Regions from separate parts of the Gossypium arboreum genome. Here region 2 is linked to region 1. A link is a contact called in public Hi-C data. All regions are on one chromosome and are shown on one strand. Each heading gives the region's core, a stretch centred on a gene start, on an enhancer-like site or on the middle of the called end of the contact. The rest is flanking DNA. Distances are from core to core; before and after follow the strand shown. Region 1 holds the start of LOC108467578. Region 2 holds the start of LOC108467494 (nuclear transcription factor Y subunit A-4-like).

Region 1 (2,933 bases), core at 211-2,710:
TAATAAATATAAAAGAAAGCCTAGAAATTTGGATTGAAGTAAAAACTGTTAATCCTTATCCCAATCCCAAATCACTTTTAATGTAAACGACTAAACAAATGAAAATCAAAATAAAAACTGGTAAACTTCAATCAAATTTGTCCACTTATGTAAAGTAGTTGAAAAAGTAAGAGGCAGGCCTTGCCTTTGGTCAGCCTTGGCGTCTCAACCCAGCCCATGGTTTTTTTCTCCAAATAAAGATAGGTGATTCTGAAATTAAAACTTCTCATTGGCCATATAATTTATTTTAATATTATATGCCCCTTCAGTGTCAAGGATTCATCCATAGAATTATACCAAGTAGTAGACACTTGTGACTTTTAGATATCACATGATGTATCCATTTCCATAAAAAAGTCATGCTGACTAGAAAATTCTAAGTTAATAAAGGTTTAGCTCTGCTTCCCTCCTTTGTTTTGTGGTTACAAATCATATTTTTTATTTTAATCGCAAAATAAGTTAGTGGTAGGGTAGGGAATCATTATCCGTTCGCTTGTGGAGCTTGGAACGCTTTCGATCTAAGCTGTTATAAAAATAGACGGACCCGTGTACTCGGCTGCCCCATCATTTATTTATATATATATATATATATATATTATATAATAAACAATATAAACGAAATTAAAATAAAAAATAGTTTAAATTAAAAAAATTAAATAAGTAAATATATTATATTAAATTTTATATTTCAATAAAAAAATTACCAATATATTGTGGGTGACATAATTGTAATAAGATTCAAATATTAAAATAAAATTTTGAGTGAATTAATAAAGAAAATATTTAAATTTTAATATCCGTAAATTTTATCTTTATTTTATTAAAAATGTAAACGAATAAAATGCCCTTAAGAGTATAAGTTATTTCAAATATGCAAGAATAATTTAGTAATTTTCAACTGATTTGATTTTCGGTTAATTTGTAATAGTAATTTAATGAAAAATTTAAATAATACTATAGATTATAAGATAATTATAAATTGAAAAACAAATAATAAAAAAAAATCAAGGAAAAGATGTGAAAGATGTACTTACCATTTAATAGAGATTTTTTTTCAATTTTATTTTAACATTTTCCTTTTAAATAATTAACCTTGAATTTAAAAAAAGTAAAATCGAAATTTGTTACAAGTATGACATTTTAACTTAGATTTAATGGATTGATACAACTTTGACGCCAGATATTATCCGTACATTAAATATTGAACTTATTTGTGTTTTCTCTTCATATTTCCAGAACTTCTCCCTTTCTCTGTTCCTTCCATAACCCATTCGCTTTGCATACCTTTCTTCCATCCAATTACTTCTTGTTATACTTACATATGATAATATTTTTTATTCCACCATCAACAACTACTATAACCAAACCCTACCTAGTTTTTTCTTTTTCTCTGTTTTCTCAACCAAACCAACCTTTCTGCACTGCTTTCTTTCAGTCTTCATACCACTCTGCTCTTCAAATTAGTTTGGGGGTTTTTTTGGAGGCTCTGCTTCTAGGCCTTGCCTGCCCAAAAACATAATAAAAGAATCCATTTCAATCGCAACAGAGACGGGGATGTTGCAGCTGTTCTTCACAATTGCTTTCTCTGCAGCGCCGTTGACTCTATATGTCCCGCCTGTGAGGAGCTTGAATCACTTCGTAGAGACCATGGAGGATCTGGTAAGGGAGTCGCGGGTGTATACCCACAGGCTTTACCCACGTGCACGCTTCGTCTGGTCTAGGCTCTTGGATTGCATGCTTTGCAACTTGAGTTTAGATTAGAGTAGGCTGTGTTGTGTTGTGCCATCTCCTAACCCTACTTTAATTATTAGATCTCTTTCAATGTACATATGGAATTTTGGTTTCTTTTGCCTCTCTGGTCATGTGACAAAGGCTCTTGTTATAGCCAGGAATAAAAGTCAAAAGCATTCTTTTGGTGGTTCCATATATGTTTCTTTGTGTTGTATATATATCTTCGCGGGATCCATAGAGTGATTGGTGAGTGTTATTTAAAGTTTATGCTATCAACCCTTTTTTATTTTAATCACTAGTCTATATGAAATCCCCCAGGGTTAGGGTTTTGATGTAATATTTGTATCTGCTTGTGATGGGATTCTGAAATTTGATTATGTATCTGGGTTTGTCCGTTTCCTAATTAACCTTTGTATCAACCTCAATTAGCAATCTTACTTCCAACATTAGAAAACCCCTTCACTTGACTTCAAATTCGACGCTGAATCCCCATTTTAAGCATCCAACTGTTTATTTACTCTTTCTTTGTTTAAGTCAACTAAATTTGCACTCAAGCTGAGGCGGATTCATTACGGTTAAGTTGCTCAGCTTTATTTAGCTCGATCATAGGTGATGTATTGTTGCCTGCCTAGGGCTTTTGGTGCGGTATGTATGTTAGCGTAGTATGCCAGTTTGTGTGTGTTTTTGGGTTTTGTTGCTTACTCTAATCTATGAAGAATTAGGTAGATAAAGATGATGGGAGAAATTGTCTGGATATGGAAATGGCGGTGGGAGGACAAAATTAAACACAGAAAAGCCGTACTCATGTACCTTGTCATAAAGACAGAACTTTCTTTAGTATTAACAGACAATTAATGCTTCATTAGTAGTGTTAAATGTTGATTTGAGTACAAACTGATACTCAAGAAAAAGGCGAGAGAGAAAGAACTAAAGAATCATGATATTGGCTTTTTATTCACTGAAAAGGGTTTTCAATACAATTATTAAACAGAGAGAAAGCTACATAGCTGACACTCATATGAATGAAAGAATGAAGACATTTGAGTTTTGTTTACTCAGACATTGTGCAAGGCTTGAGGAACCAAAATACATCCAACGCTCTTGCTTGTCTTCCATCCGTAACGTTAACATTATTAATAACAGAAGAACAAGAAGATACACTG
Region 2 (2,933 bases), core at 204-2,703, 290 kb before region 1:
GCAATACACTAAATAGTAGGTAAATGAATGACAGAACCAAAAAGCAAAGGAGACATTAGCTAAAAGAAAACAATATATTTTCTTCCATTTTTAGAATCATAATATATTATCAGCGCATGAGGAACTAAAACAGCTTCACCGATCCTATAAAGTAATAATATAAATAAAAACATCAGTCCAATACCAAATTACAGAGTTTGTTTGGTCCAAAAACTGATGCCTTGCGGTCTTTTAGCATAAAAAGAAGCATTCCATCTTTAACTATTATGAGAAATCAGAGCTTGTGATCCTACATTGATCAGATTCTCTTTCTTGAAATTACCTTCATTGCCCAAGTCCCCATGAGCCTGTGAATGCACAGCTCCATTTGCCACTGAACCATTTAGTTGTTCTACAGAAGGCGACTTCGAGGCAGCTTCAACAAAGGGGTTAGTCCCAACTCCTTTCCACCAGGGTTCAGAGTAGGCAGTTGACTGCAACACACTTTGAGCCCCATGGTCTATCTGCTGATCATCATTCCCTGGTTTTGCTGGCATTTCTCACGACTTATTCTGAAATTCAGAAATTACAATTAGAGAGCTAAATAGCCCAAACATAGAATTTTACTTATGAGATATAAATAGAGGGAAGAAAAAAGAAGAAGAACCAAAATCAACAATGATCTCAACTAACTTCCCACTCACTATCATCTAATATAACATAACTTATGTGCAAATCTGATGTTGACTTCCATCAAAATTCATAAATAAATAAAAAGATTAATAGATTAAACATGAATCATATGCATAACACAAAAACATCAGAAAATTCTCACAGGAAAATTTTAAAATTTATGTTAAAATGAAGGCGGGTGGATCATTCCATTAATTCAAAGTTCAACTGATATAAAAATTTAGAACTTCGACAATCAAAACTAGCACCTAAAAAAGAAACTGATCCTCGAAATCTTATTCAAAATCAAGCCGAACTTAATACAACAGGGTAATTCAATTTCTAATTTTGCATCTGGTTATCTCTAATTCCACCCCCCACAATTCATGCTAATCTTCTTATCTCCTCCAAATTTCTCATCAAAAGAGCAAATTCCCATAACATCAAACCAAAAAGGGAAGTTTTTTACAAGATGCTAAATTAAAACCCTAAGATGACTCGAAAATTTTGAATCAAAAACAGGAAAAAGAAAGATCTTTTAAGAGAATAAATTTAAAAAAGGATAAAAACAGAGAACTTACAGTAAAAGAAGAAAAAGAAAAAGAAGATTGGAATTGGAGAAGCAAATGCCTAGAGATTGATTCAGTTTGGCTCTCTCTCTGCAACCATAACAGAGACATAGAGAAAGACAAATCTATCAAGCTTAATAAATTATCTTTATTTATATGTTTAAAATTTTAATAAGAGGTTTTTATTTGTTTCATTGACACAAATGTCGAACTTTTTGTCTTTTATAAGGTAGAAACTGAAGCTGTAACTACGAACCTTTCCAAATTTCTCCAAATAGATTAATTTATCACACAAATTACTTTATTTTATACTTTTCGAATATTTATATTTATAATATAATTATGAATTGCAACGTTTTTTACATATATTTTATGAAAATTAAAAATTTAATCCAATTAATTAGCATTGTTAAACCTGATTTAAAAATTATTTTATAAGGAATTAACAAAAATCAATAATTTAGAATTTTAGATGTAACAAATTAATAAAAACTAATAATTGAAATTCATGTTTTATCAACAATTAAACTAACTTTTAAATTTCTATAAAATATAAAAATAAAATCCTAAAAATTAATTATTAGTATATAAATGTAAAAAGACCTCGTTGTAATTAAATATTCCTAAAAAAGAAAAAATGGTTAAATAGTGGGAAATACTTAAATCAAACAATGTTATCGGGTACATATAAGATAAAATAATAAAAATAAAGTAGTGGGTGGAGATGATTTTATGGTCGTGGGTCAAGCAAATAAGTAGGCAGTGGGAATTTCAACTTGTCATCATCTCTTTTTTCCAACGGCTGTGGAGTGGACTCCTTTCTTTTGCTTCTTTTTAAGATCATACTATTTTCAGCAAAGCTTCAGCTACAATTCCTTCTTTTTCTAATCATACAACTCTGGTTGAGGAGCTTTTGTCAAGTGTTATTCAATTCTTTTTCTTCCCTTTTTTCATAATTAATATTCATTACCCGATTATACAGATCCAAGGAACTGTTGAAAATGGCAAAATTAGAACTAGGGTTGGGTTTGGATCCGAGACAGATTCCAAGAGGCGCTCTTTACTTCTTCTTCTTTTATTATTATTATTATTAAATTCCAGTTTTATTACATGACAAAAAAGAGTGGCGTGGACACCGGACAGAGAGACATGGTTGACAGCGGTGACACATGTTATGCACACACCACGTGTCGTGTGATCAGGATGACATCGTTGAGGTCCATGTTATTTAGATCTTGCCACGTTCTTACTATTTTTTATCATTCTGTCTTTTTCACTTGCCAACCATCGTCGCTTGCTTAACGGCGTTTTATGTCCCCCTTTAACCACGCCATTATTGTTTTCATCCTAGGTAACAAGACACCCCCCAAAACAATTAACTGTAGGTGGAATAATTTTCTTGATCCAAATCTGTACATTATCAACTAAACCAAAGAACTTATTCCCTTTCAAAAATAGTAGAAAATAATAAGAGAGTGTAAACGTCGAGGCAGTCGCAGACGAAAGCGTAGGTATGTCTTATACAGTTGAGACAGGGTAAGAGGCTACGCAGTAGCAACTACCAAACTAAGTACACTACTAGTATCAGTTATGGATGGAGGAATTGATATTGTATTAAAAAGATTGCCGCGCTTTAGTCAACATCACCAGACTAGAGGCCCTCTCATCATCATCGACACATATGTAGATGTAGATTATAATTTTACTTTTTCT

What was found. A called contact is a pair of places that touch in the nucleus more often than the background predicts.
Region 2: a contact with region 1 is called in a Hi-C map of leaf, with 2.8 times the contacts expected there. The contact joins the promoter of LOC108467494 here to the promoter of LOC108467578 in region 1. A contact is called at or near these places in 2 of 5 Hi-C or Micro-C datasets (both in leaf).

The regions. Positions count from the first base shown.
Region 1 is chr8:20,339,571-20,342,503 of ASM2569848v2, reverse strand. LOC108467578 reads left to right here and starts at 1,460. Exons shown (of 1, transcript XM_017768258.2): 1 at 1,460-1,965. The coding sequence starts at 1,594. The coding sequence ends at 1,800. LOC108467576 reads right to left here. Exons shown (of 6, transcript XM_053018352.1): 6 at 2,699-2,933. The coding sequence ends at 2,822.
Region 2 is chr8:20,633,371-20,636,303 of ASM2569848v2, reverse strand. It overlaps LOC108467494 (nuclear transcription factor Y subunit A-4-like), which reads right to left and starts at 1,453. Exons shown (of 7, transcript XM_053018365.1): 1 at 1,233-1,453; 2 at 323-551. The coding sequence starts at 536.